Linked DNA regions of Mus musculus: region 1 is linked to region 2. Evidence: chromatin contacts called from public promoter capture Hi-C data. All regions are on one chromosome and are shown on one strand. Each heading gives the region's core, a stretch centred on a gene start, on an enhancer-like site or on the middle of the called end of the contact. The rest is flanking DNA. Distances are from core to core; before and after follow the strand shown. Region 1 holds the start of Usp6nl (USP6 N-terminal like). Region 2 holds the start of Fam107b (family with sequence similarity 107, member B).

What was found. Promoter capture Hi-C pulls out the DNA fragments that hold promoters and counts their contacts.
Region 1: a contact with region 2 is called in a promoter capture Hi-C map of pre-B cells, with 2.4 times the contacts expected there. The contact joins the promoter of Usp6nl here to the promoter of Fam107b in region 2.

What each region holds. Positions count from the first base shown.
Region 1 is chr2:6,319,788-6,324,757 of GRCm38.p6, forward strand. Usp6nl (USP6 N-terminal like) reads left to right here and starts at 2,970. Exons shown (of 15, transcript NM_001080548.1): 1 at 2,970-3,167. It overlaps A230108P19Rik (RIKEN cDNA A230108P19 gene), which reads left to right. Exons shown (of 7, transcript NR_040333.1): 7 at 185-1,824.
Region 2 is chr2:3,711,033-3,716,079 of GRCm38.p6, forward strand. It overlaps Fam107b (family with sequence similarity 107, member B), which reads left to right and starts at 2,426. Exons shown (of 4, transcript NM_025626.4): 1 at 2,426-2,604.

The DNA.
Region 1 (4,970 bases), core at 1,720-4,219, 2.6 Mb after region 2:
AAAGGAGTTGTTTCTAAGCTTTGATTTGTTTTTGTTTTTGAGTCATAAGATGTTTGAGCATGTGAAAAAATGAGAAACGTTTTACATATTGGGTATTGATACAAATTGGGTACTGATACACCTTTGTATCCTTTGGTCCTTCCTTTCCCTTTCTCTCCTCCTCATTCTTTCTATATTTATTCAGAGGAAGCTCACTCTGGCCAGAGAGCAAAGTGGACCAAAGAACAGAACAGGATGGAAGACAAACAAGTCCCAAACCTCATGGCTTGTATGTTTCTAACATAGGGGCACTTCCCAAGTCCCCCAAAACAGCAATAAGTAAGATCACCCCAGATTGTTGTAACAAACTGTTTGTAACATATGTGGAATTCTACTGTTTGTGATCCTTCTTCTGGTCTGCCATCAATACTTTCTCTTTTAATCTGAAGGACTTTATTAAGGAAAAACTATGAGCCATGTGGATGTGGCTGATTTCATTGACATGTGGTCCATGGATATCCACTGATATGCTTGCTTTCTTTTTATCATGATGAGTTATATACAGTGATATTGGAACTGACTTTTTGAGTCAACAAAACACTCCTAGGGAATTTCAGAAATGACTGTAGTGGGTAAGATGAATCACATGAGGCTTTCCAGAGTCTCCACGGCACAACCCACTTTGCTACTCCCCAAACCTGAATGGACTGCATAGCCATCGATCCACATTGCAAGGTCTCAGTTTACAGGAGACTCTAGGAACAGCGCCTTTGATCTGCAGTTTTGAAGATGAAAGCTAAGGATGCATGGTTTACTTTTGAAAATTTCCCCATGTTCTATATTTTCATGTTCTCACCGCAAATTATACTCTTAACCCTAGTTATTATGGAGTCTTGTGGGAAACTTAAACATGTACTTTTACCTTTGGCAATATTCTGTAAGTATTGTCATGAGTATAACATAACTTTTAAAAACGAAATGCAAACATCACTCTTCCTGTTATGTGATCGGAAAGTTCTAAATGGCTGGCATTTGCAGAATATTCTCATTGGAGATACAAACTGTTTATTCCCCCTTTCATTTTCTCTGGGATTTTGACAGTGAACTTTCCCCCCAGTTGAAGGGGGAATCACATGTATGATATCTATCGTATGTTAGAGGGAATAGGATCACAAGGCGGACATAACTTAAATATGCATTTTTTTTTTTAGGACAGCGGTTGCTAAACGACTACCCCAAGACTCAAGTGTTCCTATTTGTGTAGGTTTTCAGTGAAATTCAGCTACCCTCATTCTTGAATATATTTCTGAATAATAGTACAGACTGCTAAGTCTGAAGTTGGGCCGACAGTGCTGACAGTTAAGTCTAGAATATAGTATTACACTAATATAAACTTCACACACACATCTGAAACTTCTCCTTCAGTTTGTGAAGCAAGCTGTGTCCAGCATTGCCCCTCCAACTCATTGATATTTTTGTATTTGTGGTAAAATTTCTGGATGAATTCTCTTGAGCCTCTGTGGGGTTCCCAAGGTATCCGGAGAGACGGTAACTCAAACGTTATACTTTAATTCAGTAAGTGTCTTTTGGAGGACTTCTGCAATCTTCAAAGCACAATGTAAGTACATGCGTATGTGCATGTGTTGTCATCAAAGACTTGGAAGCTGTAGGCATTGTCACAAATGGAGAGCTCTTTGGTGACTTGCTAATTTTGGAATTCTATTCCTTATATTTGAGTGTTGAAAAAATTCCCATGACCATCCAACTTTTGACCTGATTTTCACCAAACCAACTGTGCCATTTGTACATACCAGAATAAACAAATCAATAAACAAAACAAAACCCAAAGTAGTGTTTCCAAACCTGGTTTAAATGGAGACCTGAATGAAGGGATGCGCGCGCGCCTGTCTGTCTGTCTGTCCAAAAGGCCCTGGGTTTCACTGGTTAATCAGCATTTGAGAGTCAGAAGTGGCCTCAGAGGCCATCTAAGACCCAAGGAGTCACAGGTGTTAAAGTCTGCAAGCCCAGGAAGGGCCAGGACTCTGCCTCTCCTCAATTCCTCAAGGAACACAGTTTGCAGTGAGTGTCAGGTTTCACCAGCCTGGGAAAGAGTAAACGCAGTGCACAGTTGCCAGCTATAGTAATTCTAGTTCCTGGAAACAAGGACAGAAGCCTTTTAGCTACTCGCACACCCAAACCTTTGCTGCTTCTAGTGAATAAATCATTTAACCGTCAGCAAATTACAGTGTTGGGAAGTTTACATCATCCCCTTTTTACATCAGTTCTTAATGGAAGACCGTGGGGATTAAAACTCTTGACACAGAAAAAGCTGACCTAAAGAAAGATGGGCCAGGGAATGAACACTGTTTAGGCAGCAAAAGGCTTGCACACAGTAGCCTACTTAAAGTTGTGCTGATCTGAACTCTTGGCATAAATGCCTGGAAATTGACTGTGTGACCTTGTGTCAGTAACAGAGCCACTCTGTTGACAGATTCACTGTGCACACACTACCAAGCATTTGTTTGCGCGGGGAACAACTCCACGAAGCAGGTACAGTTTCCCTCTCACTTCACGGGTGAGGATACCGAGTCCAAGAAAAACCCAAGTGCAGTAGGCAACGTCTGAAGGCTGGCGAGCGGACGGGCCTCATCCGCGAAAGGCGCCGTGCTCTGCCGGCTGCCCTCAGGTGTCAGACACAGCACTGGTCCCAGCCCGTGAGTAGCTCTGGAGCGATCGCTGGGCGCCGCCGGGTCGGCGGACCCCCTCTTCATGCAGAGGGGCTCGGGCCGTCGGCCTCCGCCCGCAGCCCATCGAGCGCGCGCCCGGCGGGAGCGCGGGAACAGCGCACGTGCCGCCGGGAAGGCAGGGGCTGTCCGCCCGCGCCAAGATGGCGGCGGCCGCGGCCGCAACGGCGACTGTTGGCGGCCGGTGAGGCGGGCGGGGCCGGCGGCGCGGAGGCGGGGTCCCGGGAGAGCCGCCCTGGGGAAGGCGGGGGCCGTTTCCATAGCGGCGGCGGCTGGAGGTGTCGCGCCGGGGAACTTCCTGGTTCCCGGGCTCGGCTTTGCCGGGAGCCTCCTGGAAGGGAAACAATGGGGCGGAGGGCACTGCGGTAGCCGCCGCCGCCGCCGCGCCGGACCTCTCGGCCTCCCGCGACTGGCCGCCGCCGCCGCCGCCGGGACCGCTTGGAGGTAACTTCCTTTTCTCTTCAGCCGCTGCTACAGGGGCTGGCGGGGTCTAAAGGCGAGGGGGCCAGGTCGGAACTGGCTCCGGGCAGCCGGTCGCCGCCATTCCCGGCCCCGGGCAGAGGGCACGCTGCGGCGGCGCGGCCTGGCCCGAGCCGGCTCCCGTGGACCCCGCGCGCCGTGTTGCTCGCGCGTGGGGGTGGTGGTCTGCGGTGTGATTGACAGGCGGGCGGGCGCGCGCGCGGGAGCGGCCGGGCGGGGGGCCGAGAGGGCTCGGCGCTGCGTGCAGACCCCCGGGGAGGCGGAACGCTCCGGCCGCCTTCCTCCCCCACCCCGCGTGCAAGTTTCGGTCCCCGGGGAGACGTGTCTCCCTTGCAAGTTTCAGTTGCGTCCTGCGGGAGCGCGAGTGGGCAGGACCCAGGCAAACTTCGTTCGCTGAGACGATTGCCTGGGATGCCGCAAGAACTTTGGAGCAGCCCCGGGGAGGATGGGCGGGCGGGAGGGAGCTGGAAATCCGTGCGCCCCGGCAAAGTTTTGCTGGCTAGTTTGGGGCTCCGGGAGCGCGGCGTTTCTATAGGGGATGAGCACGGTGGCTCGCAGGTGTTTTAATGCAGAGAATGAGAGAAGTCTTACTCCATGGTGGGACGTTCATATATGTTGAGCATCGAGATCTCTGGGCTCTTCTTTAGGCACACTCCGTATAATCGACAGATACTTTTTTTTTTTTTAAAGATTTATTTATTTTATCTATATGCGTACACTGTAGCTGTACGGATGGTTGTGAGCCACCAATGTGGTTGTTGGAATTTGAACTCAGGACCTCCGGAAGAGCAGTCAGTGCTCTTAACCGCCCAGCCATTTCTCCAGCTATCCACAGATATTTTGAATTTTATTTTTAAAATTAGCGTACAAGGTGTTAGCTAACATCACGGCATTTTCGAATAAAGCTGCGTTAGTAGATTCTTCTGTTCACTCATTCCTCCTACCCCAGATGCTTTTTAAGGAGACTAATATGCGTTGTGCCTTATGGAAAGGCTCGGTGAATTGGGGCAGTACTGCGACACGAATGGAAAAAGTTGTAGGGACAGTGTTCAAAGTATTCTTGCTGGAACAGTTTAGTCGTGGATCCTTCCTTCCTTCTTTCCTTCCTTCCTTCCTTCCTTCCTTCCTTCCTTCCTTCCTTCCCTTCTTCCATTCCTATGTAATTAGATCTATGAGACAAGTTGTTTCATAGCTCAGAAAAGTTTCGCGGTACGGTTGATTGAGATGACTCGTGACCAATTCCCTCCCATACTGAATCTCTGGAAGTTTTCTCGGTGGTGGTGGGAACTAGGGCAGAGTTTTAAATTATTTCCCCTTTCTTTAACTCACCTTAATAATCAGTAAACTGGCATTTAAACAATGACTCACTGCTTTTCTCACCAAGACCCCACAATTAACAAAATATTTCCTAGTTTGTCATAATTTTATAGGTGAAATTGTAAGCATGCTGTCTCGTTCACTCCTTAGTTTGTACTCTCTCCAGGCCATTATGCTGTAAATCAAAATGGAAAAGGAAATTATACTAATAACAGTATTAATTAACTTGTGCGGGGGGGGGGGGTCGGGACGACGACGACACAGAGCCCTAATTGCAAGGACAGGTGCCCTCAGTTGAAGAATCAGGGCACTCCCACAAAGGTATTGAAGAAACATCCTTTGTCTGACTTTAGAGTGTGGTCCTGAGCCCTAGTGCTGTTCGCCACTTTTTAAATCAGACTACTGCTCTAGGTTGGGCTTGGTTCTGGTGAGTATAATCCATCAGTACCC
Region 2 (5,047 bases), core at 1,176-3,675:
TTGTATATCAAGGAGAGAATACAATCTAGGCCCTAGCACTTCTTATATGGCACATGCTAAATTAAGCCCAAGGATGTATAGATAAGCTTATATGTCAGGCGCAAAATGCTCTCAGGGAGTGCATATTAACAGTGATGTGATAATTACAATGCTGTGCTCAGGTCAGATGGGAAGAATGAACCCATTCAGTTAGAGCAGGTCAGGGAAGGCTTTTCAGAGGAGCCTTAGACTCAGCGAGACTTTTGGATGCTGGGAGTGGTTAGAAGTATTCCAGGCAGAGGCAGAATCCCACTGTCAGTGGTCACAGAGCAGCAGCACAGTGGCTGAGCAGAGCCCCAGGTGCTTAGGGGTGTAGGAAGAGCATGGGACCATGGTCAAGGTGGTTTCAGGGAAGGGTACTTTCCTTTGGAGGACTGCACTAAGCAGCTTGAACTTCACCTTGTAGCAGGAATTGGGAACCTGTTACACATTAGACATTGGATCTATAATGCTCCTAAGAGGTTCATGCTTTCAGTGTGTGTTCTAAGCCAGTGGTGGTGCTTGGGGGGCTACGGTATTTTCAGGGTGTAGATTGCTAGCAGTGGGCTTTTGAAAATGATAACTGGCAGCTTATTCTACTCTTATTCTTGTCTGCTTCTGGACACTCATTTGTAAAGTCACCATTGGATACACCAGCCACCGGGAAGGACACAAGCTTGTGAAACTGTGAGCCCAAGTAAACCCTCCTTCCCCTGTTTCTATCAGGTGTTTTGTCAAAATGGCAGGAAAAATAGCTAAAACAATAGATATTGTAGCAGCAGCAGCAGCAGCACCTGCTGCAGCAACAGCAGTGGTGGATCAGTTTTGATTTAAAAGTTCACCCAGAAAGCAGCTGGGACCCTGACACAATGGTGGCTAGGACCAGTTAGAACACCATTACCATACTGTGGTCACAGAGCCCAGAGGCAAGTGTGGTGGGCACTACCGGAGATGGGGAGGGGATAGCTGCTCATCCTATTCAGAACTTAGGAGTTGATGTCAGTGTGGGTAGGGGTAGGAGTCTAGGCAGGATCCCTCTGCTTGGAGACTAGGGAGCCATCAGGGGGAGAGGAAACTCCATGCATGGGGGTGAATGGCAGAAGACTGCGAGTGAAGCACAGCAGAGAGCCCCTGGGACTGGGAAGGCTCTGAGGAAATTATTGTTGGCTTACCTCTATGAGAAAGCGGCAAAGGAATATTGCAAAGTTATCACTATTACGTGCTGTATTTTAGACTAATGTGAAGTAATGTGAATCCTGGGGTGAGTGTGTCTATTGCTCCTGGATTGGGAGGATGCCCAGGAGCTGGCTAAGAGGACTCTGTAAGACTGAAACATTTGGAATAGGTAATTTGCTCATTGAAATCCACTGACAGCATTTTTCCCCCTGTGCAAATATGACCTAAGCTCTTTGAGTCAGAAAAGTTTCCTAATAAATAAATCCTTAGTCATCTGTTGCCAAGAAAATGAAAAGGCTTTGGTATGGAATCCATCAACCTGCTGGCCTTGTTCTCACCCTGAGACAGGGCCTGCTTTTGAACTCGTGATTCATGTAAATGGCTGAACTCGTGATTCATGTAAATGGCACCCTTGGAATTTTGGGTAGGGCAGGGAAACAATTCAGGAGAGCTAGAGAATGAAATTAGATTTTTTTTTTTTAAAGATCAGATCAGTCCTTCCTTGATCTAAATTCTCCATCTGCCCTTTGGTGAGGGTGGAGAGGAAAGCCCAGGTCAGTGGGTTCTGAGCCTTCAGTTGACTGTGACTTTATGTAATTATAACAAACTCCTTTTTTGATTTTCTTCCAAAAAAAATATTTGGCAGGGTTTCAACAGACCGAAGAGAAAGGGGTGGGGGAGAACAAAAAGGAGAGAGAACACAGAGATACAATAAGAGATACACAGTAACATAGAGACATAGACACACAGTAAGAGAGCTACAGATACATAAAGACATAAGACACAGAGAGACAGAAAGGACAAACAGAAAGAGAAACAGAGAGAGCAAGAGAAGGACAAACAGAGAGACAGAGCATGAGAGGGACAGACAGAGAGAAACACATATACAAAGGAGAGACAGAAAGATGAGAAATAAACTCAAAAGCAGATGCATAATGAATTTTAAATTGTGGGCCCCGTGAACTTGCAGCTGACACCTTCCATTAGACAGGTGACAACTTTTCCTTCCACCTTCCTGGTCCTTTCCTGGGCACCCAAGCAAAGGAAAGTAAACCCGCACAACAGAGGCCCCTGCCACATGACCAAGGATCCAGAGCTCTCATCTGAGTCCACTAGGGCAAAGCAAGGCTGAAAGCTCGGGGGGCGTGGTCGGCCGTTCGGGGGCGTGGCCTAGGAGTTGGGCGTGACTTAGTGATGACTCAGCGGCCCCGCCCCGTCCCCGGCCCGCCCCGCCACTTAATTCTGACGCGCGAGGCCGCCGGGTGCGAGAGCCGCCCCGAGCCGGACGGGCTTCTTACTCCGGCGTTGCAACCGCCGTCGGAACCGCCCTCTCGCCACCTCGGTGGCTAAGGTGCCGGGTACCAACGCCAGCAGCGGAGCGCGCCAGGGAGCAGCGCGCCTTTGTGCGAGGTAGGCTGGCCCCACACTTACTTCTCACACAAAGACGAGGGGCTTGCAAGGCGGCCGCCCGCCGGGAGAAAGCGACGGGTGTCTGACCCCGGCCTGGGGGACCCTGTCGTTGGCCTGCAGGGCGGGCTGGGGTATGCGGTCCCTCGGGCGTAGGCGAGCAGCGGGGAGCCTGGTGGCCCTGCGCTGCTTGGGGAGGTCTAGGGTGCAGGGCCCGGGCGGCGGCCCGGATCGAGGGGCGCCGGGGCGGAGGGGCCCCCTGGAGAGGGGGGAATCCAGGCTGCTGCTTGGTTGGTTCATTGTTGCATCCTCGGCCCTGCAGACCCAGACCTTAAGACCCAGGCTGCAGTGGCTGCGCGCCCCGGGCCAGATGCCCGCCTTGCCTGTCCCGGCAGCAGGACAGGGTCAGCGTCCCGAAGCCGGCTCCTACCCGGCAGACAAAGGCGGGGTCGTGCTGCTTTGAAAGGTGGTAGTGACACTGTTTCCTGTCTGCAAGTAACTTTTCTATGTTGGACTCTGCTGTGCCTCTTGGAGTCCGGTCAAGCCAGGGGGTTTGGGTGATGTCAGCGCAGAAGTCCCCACATTTTTGGGGGACTCAGTGATTGCCTCCTGAAACATTTCTGGATGACTGGGAGGTAATCTGGTGTATAAGAGCCAAGTTTTGACATGTGTGCTGGAAGTGAAGCGTCCCCAGCTCTCTTTGAAATGTAGAGAGTTCCTGTTGAGAGGATGAAGTGCACACACCAGCCATCCCAATCCCTTCTCAGATTTTTGTCCAGGACTGCTAAGTGAGGTTACTTAGTCAGAATGGGGGGTGATACTGGAGGCGCCAACAGGGGAACAGAAGGAGCCCTGTTTGGCTTGACTTTCTGAATTTGAGCCTCCCTGCTAACAGGTACACTTTCTCTAGGCATGCTACCTCACTAGCATTTGGACATGTTAAAGTTGCTCTAAATCCTGTCAGAGATGCCTGTCTAGGGACGGTTCCTTAGTGTTTGGAGTTTCAGGCTTTACAACTTTGAATTAATAATCATATATATTTGTGATAAATTAAAAACCAGAAGATAGGTCACTCATGTGGCCACCACCCACACATACCCTGAGGATGAAGGTGTATTTGCTTTATAGGTGGCAGGGAAGTTTGTGTGTGTGTGTGTGTGTATGTGTGTGTGTGAGAGAGAGAGAGAGAGAGAGAGAGAGAGTCTAAATGAACACATTGTTAATTCCTAACCTTTATACTTGTCTAAAGCATGACATTTAATAATGATAACTTTGCAATGTTCCTTTTACTGCTTTCACAGAGGATTATACTAACAACTTGTTTTGGAATATATTTTCTCAGAGCTTTGCCAGTAACTATTTATTCAGAAGGGAGAGGCGGGAAGATGAAGGGAAAGTAATGTGCTTTGCACTTCACTGGAGATAACACAAAAGACTTTATCATGTATATATATATTTGTATGGGTATATCTAAATCTATATCTGTATACACACACATATATCCATATATGGATATAGATAGATATATATCAGGAGTAGCTTGGGACCGTTTAAAAGGTAAATAAATGTTTTTACTGTGAAAAGTTCTGAGAATCCTGAGAAATCCAGGATGGAAAGAGCTGCCTGTAGAAAGACTAGCCGTGTTTTCCATGTGCCTCATGCACATCTCAGAAAGTTTGTGTTGAGAAAGTAAAATATGTTTTCATTACAGTGAAGAGTTTCGAGTGTCTAAAAGGCCATTCAGCTACGTACTTGGCCGGTGGACATCTTTGTCATTACTTATATTTTCCCCTTGTAAAAATTTTGGTCTTTGAGTTCTTTAGTATGCAAAGCAGAAAGAAGCCTTTGAGACAGCCCTTTAGAGGCAGGGTGCTCAAGAGATGATGAAGTATTCTGCAGTCATTTCTGAAGCAGGAGACACCATAGGAGGAGGTTGGGACAGTGTGCTGTCAGGTCCCATTTGCAGTTTTTCATCTGCTTTGGGTTCCTTAATATGCATGCACACTTGGAGTAGTTGCAGGGTTGTCCCCTAGGTGGTGGGCAGAATATTTTGCCCTCCGTAGTGATTTCTGTTGCTTTTCTAGTCATGTACTTCCTAACAGCATCGAGTGGGATGGAAGGTCCAGGAGGAAACAGCCGTGTGCCCAGTCTCATTTCCTACCCCTCTGAGGGCTTTGGGCTGTGTGAGCAGTACAGGCAGCTTGGGCCTCAGCTCAGACTTTAGGAGTCCCATGTAGGGCTAGAGCTGTTGCTGGAGAGCCCGCTCCTGAAGTACATAAAAGACTTGTACTCTAGAGACACACCCAGAGCAATCGAGTTCTTGCCCAGAAGGAAGGCAGGTGCTCTTACTAATTGACTAATTGCTCCGAGTTTTGTTTAAAATGCTGCAAGCAAAGGAAGAAGGATTTTTCATTTTTCAGTTTTGTTTTTTTCTTCTGTGAGACTG